Linked DNA regions of Drosophila melanogaster: region 1 is linked to region 2. A link is a contact called in public HiChIP or PLAC-seq data. All regions are on one chromosome and are shown on one strand. The core of a region is the stretch at or near the end of the contact, and the rest is flanking DNA. Distances in the headings are between cores, read along the strand shown.

What was found. HiChIP or PLAC-seq counts read pairs in DNA pulled down with a chosen protein or histone mark.
Region 1: a contact with region 2 is called in a CP190 HiChIP or PLAC-seq map of the Kc167 cell line, with 9 times the contacts expected there. The contact joins the promoter of Argl here to the promoter of raw in region 2. A contact is called at or near these places in 2 of 107 Hi-C or Micro-C datasets (the Kc167 cell line and the S2 cell line) and 2 of 6 datasets of contacts at active chromatin or transcription factors (both in the Kc167 cell line).

The regions. Positions count from the first base shown.
Region 1 is chr2L:8,938,121-8,943,843 of dm6, reverse strand. It overlaps Argl (Argininosuccinate lyase), which reads left to right and starts at 1,739. Exons shown (of 3, transcript NM_135413.3): 1 at 1,739-2,846; 2 at 3,189-3,589; 3 at 3,647-4,059. The coding sequence starts at 2,120. The coding sequence ends at 3,928. CG9515 reads left to right here and starts at 587. Exons shown (of 4, transcript NM_001298840.1): 1 at 587-715; 2 at 773-1,017; 3 at 1,189-1,335; 4 at 1,392-1,899. The coding sequence starts at 626. The coding sequence ends at 1,539. Tsp29Fb (Tetraspanin 29Fb) reads right to left here. Exons shown (of 5, transcript NM_164838.2): 3 at 5,087-5,275; 4 at 4,817-4,987; 5 at 4,101-4,728. The coding sequence ends at 4,243. It overlaps C1GalTA (Core 1 Galactosyltransferase A), which reads left to right. Exons shown (of 4, transcript NM_164840.2): 4 at 1-389.
Region 2 is chr2L:8,738,910-8,743,972 of dm6, reverse strand. It overlaps raw (raw,), which reads left to right and starts at 3,313. Exons shown (of 9, transcript NM_080050.3): 1 at 3,313-3,588. The coding sequence starts at 3,560.

The DNA of each region.
Region 1 (5,723 bases), core at 490-2,989, 200 kb before region 2:
GCTATCCTAGCAATGCCATTACCACTTCCATAAAACAACTTTATGTCCTCGGTCCATTTCTTCACATCCCGAAAAGGTTTCGTTTGGGCTCCACTGCGGAGCTCTTCCCTTTTGTACAAATACCAAAACTAGTTATAATTTAGTTATGTTACTGTAGTATGTAATTAAGTCTAGGTTGTACAATTATAAAGTCATCACTAATAGGGCGCATTTACTATTGAATTCTGGTTTTCCGTCACTAAGTTGGCCATTACGTGTTTATGAGTCGCCTAAGTAAATCCTATACATATGTAGTTGTATATTTAATCTCTTTTGTGATTGAGATTATTGCGTATTATAGATCTTAATCTTCTACATGTATTGAATAAAATGAAAATTAATTACAATGTATTTTTAATGTCTGAATAAATTTTAACGCAAGCAAGTTTCTTATTGTAACCAGCAAAATTTGAAATTTGAAGTACACTGCAACTTAGAGCCATCGATTCATTTGCGCCGTCAAGATAATAATATCGGTGCATGTCTCAGCTATTTGGTGTGTTATCGTCTATCGGCTTATCGTTAGTTATCGTTTCACCTCCCATCTCTATAACACATGTTTTGTTTGTAAATAAAATAAGTAATAATGTTGGCGCCAATTAAGCACTTATTAGGGAATTATCGCATAGTCTTAGCCAGCGGCTCTCCACGGCGACAGGAACTGGTCAAGATGTTGGTAGGTTACATCAGATCTCGAAATCCATCCAAGACATAACCGATTACCTTTTTTAAGGGACTAAATGCCGAATTGTGTCCTTCGACTTTTGAGGAGAATTTAAACTTGGAGGACTTTAAGGAGTTCTCGGATTATATTGAAGCCACTGCTCTGGGAAAAGCCGAGGAGGTCTACTCGAGATTGAGGTCCACGGGGGACTCTAAAAATCTAATTGTCATAGCCGCAGATACGATGGTCACCTTGGGAAAGGAGATCTATGGAAAACCCAAGGATCCTGCGGATGCTATACGCATGCTAACCAAGTAATGGCCTTTCCATTTACATTATTATATATCCTAGGTCAGAACTATTAACATTAATGATTCCTTGGATATATACATACTGACAGAGGAATTGTTATACAATAGTTTTTTGTAATCAGGTAGTTGGAGGAATAAGTTCTTGCTATATTTCTATTTTTAATTTTCTTGTAGTCTCTCTGGAACCTCCAATCGCGTTTTTACCGGCGTTGTCCTGAAACATGCCAACGGTATTCGAAAATTTACGGACACAGCGGACGTATACTTTGGCGATCTGCTGCCAGAACAAATTCAGAGCTATGTGGACTCTGGAGATCCCCTGTAAGCAGCTAATATGGAAGATATAATGACCATTAGTTTTGACTTTAAAATTGCAGAGATAAAGCTGGTGCTTATGGCGTTCAAGGACCTGCAGGCGCGCTCATCCACCGAATCGATGGGGACTTTTACTGTGTCATGGGTCTGCCCCTGCATCGACTGTGCTGTGAACTAAATAAGCTTTTCCTAGAGGATCTATCCTCGTAAGAGCTGGTGTCATCGTCGCCGTCATCATCACAGCGGAACTATCCGAGGTTTATGCGGCAACAAGCGTCAGAGGCTACACACACTCCAGCGATTTTAATCTTGGTTGATAAGCGGCTATATGACTCCGACGTTGAGGGCCTGTTTGCTCATTTTTAGCCCAAGTCAATTAAAAATAAAAAATCATATAACAGCGAGCAGAATTGTAGTACATTCTGTACGAGAGAACAGGGAACAGTGGTCATATTGCTTTGAAATTTTTCGAAAAATTTAAACTCCGTATTGACCTAGATTTTATAGCTTTGTATTAGTTGACAAATAGTACATAATCCATATTTATTTGAATTGAAGCAATCTGTAAATAACTGGTTATTTTTTAACTTTACTTTCACTTTTTACCTAAAGTATTTACAACATTTTCATTGAAACTACTGTTCCCACTGAGAGAATCTCACTTTTGGCGTGCCCCAATCATTTAAAAATGAGCAACTTTTGTTTTAAAGATAACATGGTTGTACGACACAGTGAAGTATCTGCGAGCAGCCCCAGTAGTCAAACAACTGTTACGCCAATCGGATCCATCATGACCCAGATCCCCGAGAGCTGTTATAAGATGTGGGGTGGTAGGTTCACCGAGGGGCCGCATGAGGCTCTCCATTCGCTGAATAACAGCCTGCCCTACGATTCTCGCCTCTATGCGGATGATTTGGACGCCAGCAAGGCGTATGCAGAGGCACTCCATCGAGCTGGTCTCATCAACTCAGCCGAGGCGGATAAGTTGGTAAAGAATCTGGAGCTGTTGCGATTCGATTGGATCGAGGGAACTGTGAAGATTCTACCCGGTGACGAGGATGTGCACACGGTGAACGAGCGATTGCTGGTGGAGATTACCGGCGAACTGGGCCAGCGGCTTCACACGGGCAGAAGCAGAAATGACCAGGTGGTCACGGACATGAAGCTATGGCTTCGCAAGGCCATTCGTGAGACCTTGGGCCGGCTGAGTGGCATCATTGAAACTGCCACCAGGCAGGCGGAACTCCACCTGGGCGTCCTCATGCCAGGATACACGCATCTGCAGCGGGCCCAGACCGTTCAGTTCTCCCACTGGCTGCTCTCGCACGCGTTTGCATTAAGGGAAGATGGCCAGCGGCTGTTGGAGCTAAGGGATCGGGCGAATGTCCTGCCCCTTGGAAGTGGCGCTCTGGCGGGAAATCCCCTTGGCATCGATCGTTTGTGGCTGGCCGAGAGGCTGGGATTCTCGGGTGTCACAGCCAACAGCATGCACGCCGTGGGAGATCGAGATTTTGTAGGTGAGTCGCCTGGTGGGAGAAACGCCCACTTAAGTCATTTCAAAGTCGTTGATAATGGATTTTGCTTCCATTGATTTCTTATCAGCGTACCGCTCCATTTTTGATTATTCAGGGGAGACACTGATAAGTGGGGCTCTTTTAATTGCCCAGATTAAACAATAGAAGGAAAGTTGATTACACATTTTGGTTTTTGGTTTTTTTCCTACAAAACAGAATATTGTTTTATGAAAACATTTTTTTTTTTTAAATAATTAAATTGCCTTGCAATGGAACTTGTACCTTTTATACATATGCTTTGATATATATTCTTTAATTAGAATTTGGTCCTTATCAACCTTCTAGTTGACTTCATCTACTGCTGCTCTATGGTGAGCCTGCATCTGTCCCGATTGGCGGAGGATTTGATCATCTACAGTACCAAGGAGTTCGACTTCATCAAACTGGCCGATGGCTTTTCCAGTGGCAGCAGCCTGATGCCTCAGAAAAGGAATCCGGACAGCTTGGAGCTGATTCGCGGCATGGCCGGTGTGATCACCGCCAATCTGACGGGCATAATGATGACCATTAAGGGCACTCCGTCCACCTACAACAAGGACTTGCAGTACGACAAGCAATTCTGCTTCCAGTCCTTCGACAAGCTGTCCCAAGTGCTCGAGGTTACCGATGGTGTCCTACAGACGATTCAGGTCAAGCAGGAATCAATGGAGGCGGCACTTAGCACAGACATGCTGGCCACTGACTGGGTAAGTTACACCTAAGAGCTATAATTAATTAAAATACATTACATTCCCTTCTTACAGGCCTACTATCTGGTGAAGAAGGGGGTTCCATTCCGCCAGGCGCATCACATTATCGGTCGCGTGGTCTCGGAGGCCGAAAAGCGCGGTGTGGACATCACTGATTTGCCGCTGGGAGATCTCCAGAAATTCAGTCCTTTATTTGGATCGGATATCGTTGCAGTGGCGGACTACTCCAACAATGTCCAGCAATATAATGCGATTGGTGGAACCGCCAGTAGCAGCATCGTGGAACAACTGCGTTTGCTCAAGAAGTGCGCAAGGGATTTGGCCAAACAGTCGTAGGTTCCTATGACTATTTCTGTGGTAATTCTTGGCTATATTGAATCGCATTGTTTTACTTATCAAAAATATATGTTATATGTTAGTAAAGAAGACCATACTTCTGACTGAAATCAATATAACTTCTGCAACGGAATAATATATTGTAGTATCCTTTATAAAATACTTCTACCATACCTTTTAGCAGGTAGTCTAACACCACTGCGTTTATTTCGTTTTAATATATTTTAAGTTAACAAATTAAAAAGTTACATATACAAGGGGATCTTTTAAGGAATGCTATACTGTATAAATATGGCTTCGATCGATGTCGCCGCTTAGTTAACGCTGGGGCTCTGGGGCGTGTAGGTGTAGGGTTCGTGGGAGCCCTGCTCTCCGTTATCCAACTGCTGATAGCCGGTGACAGCGGAATTCTGGGGCGGTGCCATCTTTCCGCCGGAGATGAGGACGCCGAGGCTCTGCTGCAGCTGCCAGCGGCGTGCCTCGCGGATGGACTTGTTGCGGCGCAGCGTCTTGGCCAGCATAAAGGCGCAGAGCACGCCGAGAAGCTGGACAAAGGCCACAGTGGTGGCTCCGGTGGCAATCAGCATGGCGCTCTGCGACACAATGAAGTTCATCTTGCGGAAGCAGCCGTAGTCGTAGGTCTCCATACAGGTCATCTGGGTGGAGTCGTTCAGACTTGTTGGTTGGTTGCCGCAGCATGAGTTGGGCACCACCACGTCATCCACTCCCAGAGTGAAGTTCACATTGGCGGATAGGTAGTCCTTCCAGTCCTCCGGCTCATTAACTCCGCAACACTCTAGCTGTAGTCAAGAATTGAGTGAAATTATATTAAGATTTTCTTTCTTTTTATTTCCTTGTATATCCCATATTTAAAGATTTTGCACATACCATAGATTGCATGAAGTCCACTCCAGATTCCACGTAGGGATCGTGTTCATACTCAGCCAGGGCCTGGTTCATGGTTCGGATCAGCATGCCCCTCACCTGCGATTGCATCACAAAGGCGGCGATGGCGGCAGAAACCTCGAGGATGAACACCAGGAAAAGGCACACTCCGTACTGCAAGCAAGTGTCATCATATTAGCACAGCACCCATTAAAATCTCACTTTTAATTCAGTTATTCAGTTAATTAATTTCGATTCACTTATTTCTCTTACCAGATTAATGACCATCACACTCTCCTTGACGGCTCCATAGGCCCCCAGTGCGGCCACTGCGATCAGAATGAATCCGATGGCAATGAGGAGTGCCGGTGGCGACGAGAAGTGTCCATCGATGAAGAGGCTGAAGTCGCCGAAGATGGTCTGGATCGTAGTTCCAACCATAATCAGGAGGATGGCGGTCAGCTGGGGCGGGAAATTGGCAACGGGGAAAGAAAACATTAGGAATTGCATGTCAAATCCAATTTGCGGTGAGATATTCAGTGTGACTTTGTGAGCGCATGGAACGCAAATGATTTGCAGTAAGTGCATTTGTCTATTATTATGTCCATTCTGAATGATCAAAAATGGCAAACTAGCGTAGTTTTTAATTATACTATTACTTTACCGTACTTATATTATAAGCGAAAAATAAATCTTGTTAACTTATTGATAATAAAAGGATAGCGTTTGTAATAATGGATTGTCATTGTTTGCCTCAACTGCACACCCACTCATTTTACACACTAACATATTTATTGGCTTGTTTTAAAGCAAATGTGTTAATATTTGAATATTGTAGATCAACAACAAAGTTAAACAAACATTTATAACCTGGCCCGGAAATACACATGCACATGCACCCACACTATAA
Region 2 (5,063 bases), core at 2,064-4,563:
CGCTGCAGCTGGAGGGCACCAATAAACGTCAGACGCGTGTCAGGGCGCGTCCTTTGTACACTGACACCTCCACGGCTGATTTGATCCAAAGTTTGGAGAACTTCCAAAGCGACGGGGCTCCAGGTGAACAGGTGAACAGGATGTACTTGGCCACTGTGTGGCTGTCGCCTTCGATTGGACAAATCGGTTAAGTTAGCCGTGGGAAATGCTGCGTTTCAAGTGGCCAAGTGGAAAGGAGTCACAATTGGTAAGAAAGAAATGGAAAGATATTAACATTGGCTACTCAATAAAACTCCGTTTATGCAATTAAGCAAGTTAATACAATAATTTTAAAAGATACAATCTCATTGCATGCGAAATCTAGTAATTATATTGATTATTCAACCATGTCACCGCCACACTTTGCAGATTAAGGCGTTTCCAACTGCTTGTAGCTACACAACATAAATACTATTTAATCAGCACACACACGCGTGCAGAATTAAGAAAAAAAAACGAAATCTTTTTGGCTAATACAATTAAACTGATAACTTAACTAAATCAAACAAGTCGCTCGACCAAAAACACCCACTGAAAAGTGTCGACCCTTTTTTTTCCCGCTGCCTTGTGGTTGTGGCGCGACTTAATTCCAAGTCCCCTGTTTTCCTCGAACTCGGCGAAGAGCTGTGAATCTAGAACTGAAAACTTATGTCAGTGGCACGCGTCTGCGGCACGTGACCCCGACATGAAAATCACTCTCAAGATCGCTGAGGATGGCAAATGGATAGGGCTGATGGTGACGAAGGAACTGGGCACTGAGTTCTGGGTGGTATTGTCCAAGTGATGGAGGTGATGAATGCCTGTGTGCAGATGCTTTTAAATTTAAATCGAATCAAATTGATTTGCGCACAGTTCCAGTTTCACTTTTTTACCCACGACCGCCTTACACTCGAAGAAGTCTTTAACTTAGAATCAAAGAGCAGGTGAAAAAAAAATTATTTAAAAAATATATATGTATATATTTTTTTTATATAAGCAACAATGTTAAATAATGTATTGTAGATATTGTAATAAAATATTATTTTTCGTATCAATTTGTAAAGTTTTCTATTTAAGATTTCGAGTTTTTCCTAGTAATATGTGGTATTAATCTTGGATATTGACAGGCACAATATATTCTGATAAAAATACTTTTTAAAACATAATTTTTTGAAGTGTAGTATCAATTGATATCGCCCTTTTTTGGAAAAGAAGAGTGCACCGTGCTCTGACCACGTCCCAGCTCCATTGTTTAGCCATTTGACAAGTGTTTTGACAATATTTATTTGAGTTGCTACAAGCCACGGCAACGGCCACGCCCACAGTCCCGCCCCCTGCGGCATACCACCCCCGCCTCCCTCTTCGCACACTAGAACCACTGCCGCTGGGTAATTTGATTTCCTCGACGCTGCCATCATCTGCATCCTTGACGTCGGACACGTTTCTGCCTAATGGAGTTGCTCGAGTGGCGTGAATTTCAATTAAATTAAATCAAAATGTTGCATTTTTTATTAAGCCCATTAGCGGCACACACGGAAAACCCGCCCCCTCAGAGGACCGCCCGCTGGCCCCTAGTTGGTTAAATTAAGTTAAGATACCACCTCGTCAGTGCGAAAAGAACTTGTATCTTAATGTGCATAATGAAGTGCCAGACTTGACTTGCCATCCAGGAACACCTGGATGTGCCAATATAAATCCGGTGACTGCACTGATCCTACTGCTGCGAGGAAAAGCTATCGGGAAAATCCCAGTTTAGATGAAAATGGGGCCATTCAATAACTGAATTGCTATTTTTGCTAGCAAAATGATTTTAAGGGATTTACTTATTCAATTCATAATTATTTATAAATAGCGAATTCTTAATTTATAGTTTTATATATACACACCTTTTAAATGATTTATGTAAGTTTCTTATTAATAGATATTTATTTACAAGAAAATGTTAAGGAAAAGGCTGCTGTTTTTCCGACTGTTTCTGCGAAAAGCCAAATATCAGTGCACAAGAAGAGTTGGTGGGCGAAGAAAAGTGGAAGTGGAGTTTCCTATTGTTGCACATGCATTAAGAGTAATGCTGCAGTGCTCGGAAAATGCTGGAAAGAGGGTGAAAATGCTACTTTGAGTGGCAATAAACAATGCATAATGAGTTGAGAGTCGCGTTATTATTGTTGCAGCCCGTGGCTGAGACTGTTCATTACTCAAACAGGTAATTTAAATTAAGCCAAAACAATACGCCAAGGTGGCATTTAAAGTAGGTGCAAAACGCATTTCGCCATTAGGAAATTGCCAATTAAGAAGCAAACACTTCTGGGTCCATTCATTACTGCAACACTTGCAGGCAAATCATTTAATTGTCTTTTAAAAATATACTTAAATCAGCAGAGGCGGCAAAGTATTACAAGTCTTCATGCACTTTCTCAGATATGACTAGCCACAAGCACTTAATTCTTGATATCACTTGGAAGTGGCACTTCCAAATCAAAATTATATACATTTAGTAAATAAGAACTATTCGAAAAGACATTTTTCATTTAAAAAGGGAACATTAAGATTTTACTAATTTTTCTATTATCTTAAAGAAAAAATTTTCTAATTTCCACATTCCGTATTTTGTTAATACAACATTTCATTAATAATAATGCAGATATACCCACGATGTCAGGATTTTAAAATAATCTTGAATAATTTGCAAAAGTTAGATCAGAGCAAATATAACATAGATTTAAATTTGTGATACTGTTACCTAACAGAATTTTACAATGTTATTGAAATGTTAATTTTAACACAAAAAAGTGCTCTTCTGCTAATTTTTACATGCACCCAAGACAACAACCATCGAATACAACTGAGTATACGTTCGTTAAAATTTTGGTGGCAACGCTTGTATTCCTAATCTATTAAGATGGCAAGGCTCGTTATCTGAAGAATTTACATTGGCAGCATCAAACATCATTAACTTTGAACTGTTATACAATGGTGCCAATGTAACTTTTTCTCGACAAATGAATTTTGTACTTATTTACCCAAGTGTATATGGAAACAATCAGGTACCGAAAATGTGAACTCTTACAATATATTTTACCTCTTTTTCATCTTAAGTTGTTTTTTTATAAAAGATATCAGCACTGCTGCAAAGACAGCATGCTTTAATATATAATATATATTAATTAAATAAGTTTCACAGTTTTTACGTGGTGTTAACCAACTTACAAAATTCACTCACAAATGTTAACATTCTGTACAAGCATTAGTGTTACCAAATACTCGATAGTATTTTCGCCGTTCCACCAGCTGGTCACACCAGAGACGAATTTAGAAATCTAAAGAGAACCCAACAGTTTCCTAATGCAAATACAATAAACTAATTGTTTAAAATGTGACAACAGTGAACCAAATGCTTGCTGAGTAATAAACCAAAGGATGTTTTGTTTTTTTCTAAAACGTGCCAAGTGAATCGGCTCCACGCAAATGAGAGTGCGGTCTGAAAACAATGGAGCTGCCGTAAAGAATTGATTAAACAAAATAGTCGAGAAGAGAGCGCAAAATGCACAAAATGGTTAAATTATTCCTCAGGTAATTTCAGTCCCAACAAAAACAGCATGTGCCAGATTGCTTTCGTGCTCTTATTGCTGTTGTTGTAGTTCTAGACTCTCTCTTTGCGCTTTAATATTATGAATGACGTAAGCGCGCCTCTTTGGTAGCAATACAAAAGCAATAACAACAATTTGGTTTTGTTGCTTTTGTAAACAAGGAAAATAACAGAATGGTTTTGTACCGCTCGCGTGTGTGTGTGCATAGGTGAGTGGGGAGCTCACTCACCTATGCACACACACACACAAACGCAGGTAAAAGTGGCGTCGTTGGATTTTTACTTGGAAAACGTGTTCGAACTATAAAGAGAAATAGTAAGAGAGAGCTGAGCAGTCTAGCGCTCTTTGCAATGTTATTTCTTTTTTTGGTCAATGACCTAAGCTTTTTCGTCCGTTAGTTGAATTCGTTTCTTTCGCCAATTTCCGTGCTTTTGTGTGCGAGTTAAAAAACTTGGTCTATTTTCACAAAAATCATTGTTTACACTTTGTTGATGTGTAGGTAATTTTCCCAGGCTTTCTTAGCCTCATTTTTCAAGAAAAGGAGTAAACACTAAGTTGGAGGCCAAAGTTGTGAATGGTAAAAAAAAAACGTAATTTTTAAAGAAATTTAAAAAAAAAACTGCCAGCAGTAAACAACGTACAAATCAAAAGAGAATAATTGAGAATACTATAATTAATAGTGTTGTATACATGAAATGTTCAAGAACTTTATTTCCCGAACACATAAAGCATGAAATGAGTCTTCATAGTGTTTCCTTATATCTCTGAAAACAAATAGTATATCACTCGATCATCCAATTGCCTTGCTGTTGTGACATCTTGACAGTAATTAAGTTTATGCACTCAATTGTCACAAAGCCGGAAACAAAAGTGCACAAAGATGTAACATGTTGGTACATTTTTTGCAATGACAACAGCACGCAAATTAGTAAACATTACCGGCCAAATAACAATGCACTGTTTGGAAAATAAAGTAAATATTATGAAATAAATATTATTGTTGTTATACAAAACAGAAAGCAATTACGGAGAAGCAGTAACTGCAGCACAGGTATATTTGCATTCGTGATAACTTTTTGGTAAATAAATTATCTAAGCAATAAAAATGTTTTAAACTTGTAGGATTTTATTTTGGCTTATAAACATAAATACACTTAAAAATAAGTTTTAGGTCGCTTGTTTCAGTTTGTTTCAGAATGTTTTAAGAGCACCGTATAAAATTTTCGAAATTTTCCACAATCTTGAACGGTACTTCTGCGTATTAAGATTAATTGTTTGGCCTTTTATCAGTCTATTTCACTGGAATAAATATTTAACTAGTACTCAGATTTTGTAGGGCACTCTATATGCGGTGTACTTTGCTGACCGAAAAAAAGAGAGATACAAATGTTGAGAATGCGAGGGAAAACGCTTTTGTGATCTTCTTGATTTAAAAATTTTAACGCCAGTGCTGACCGA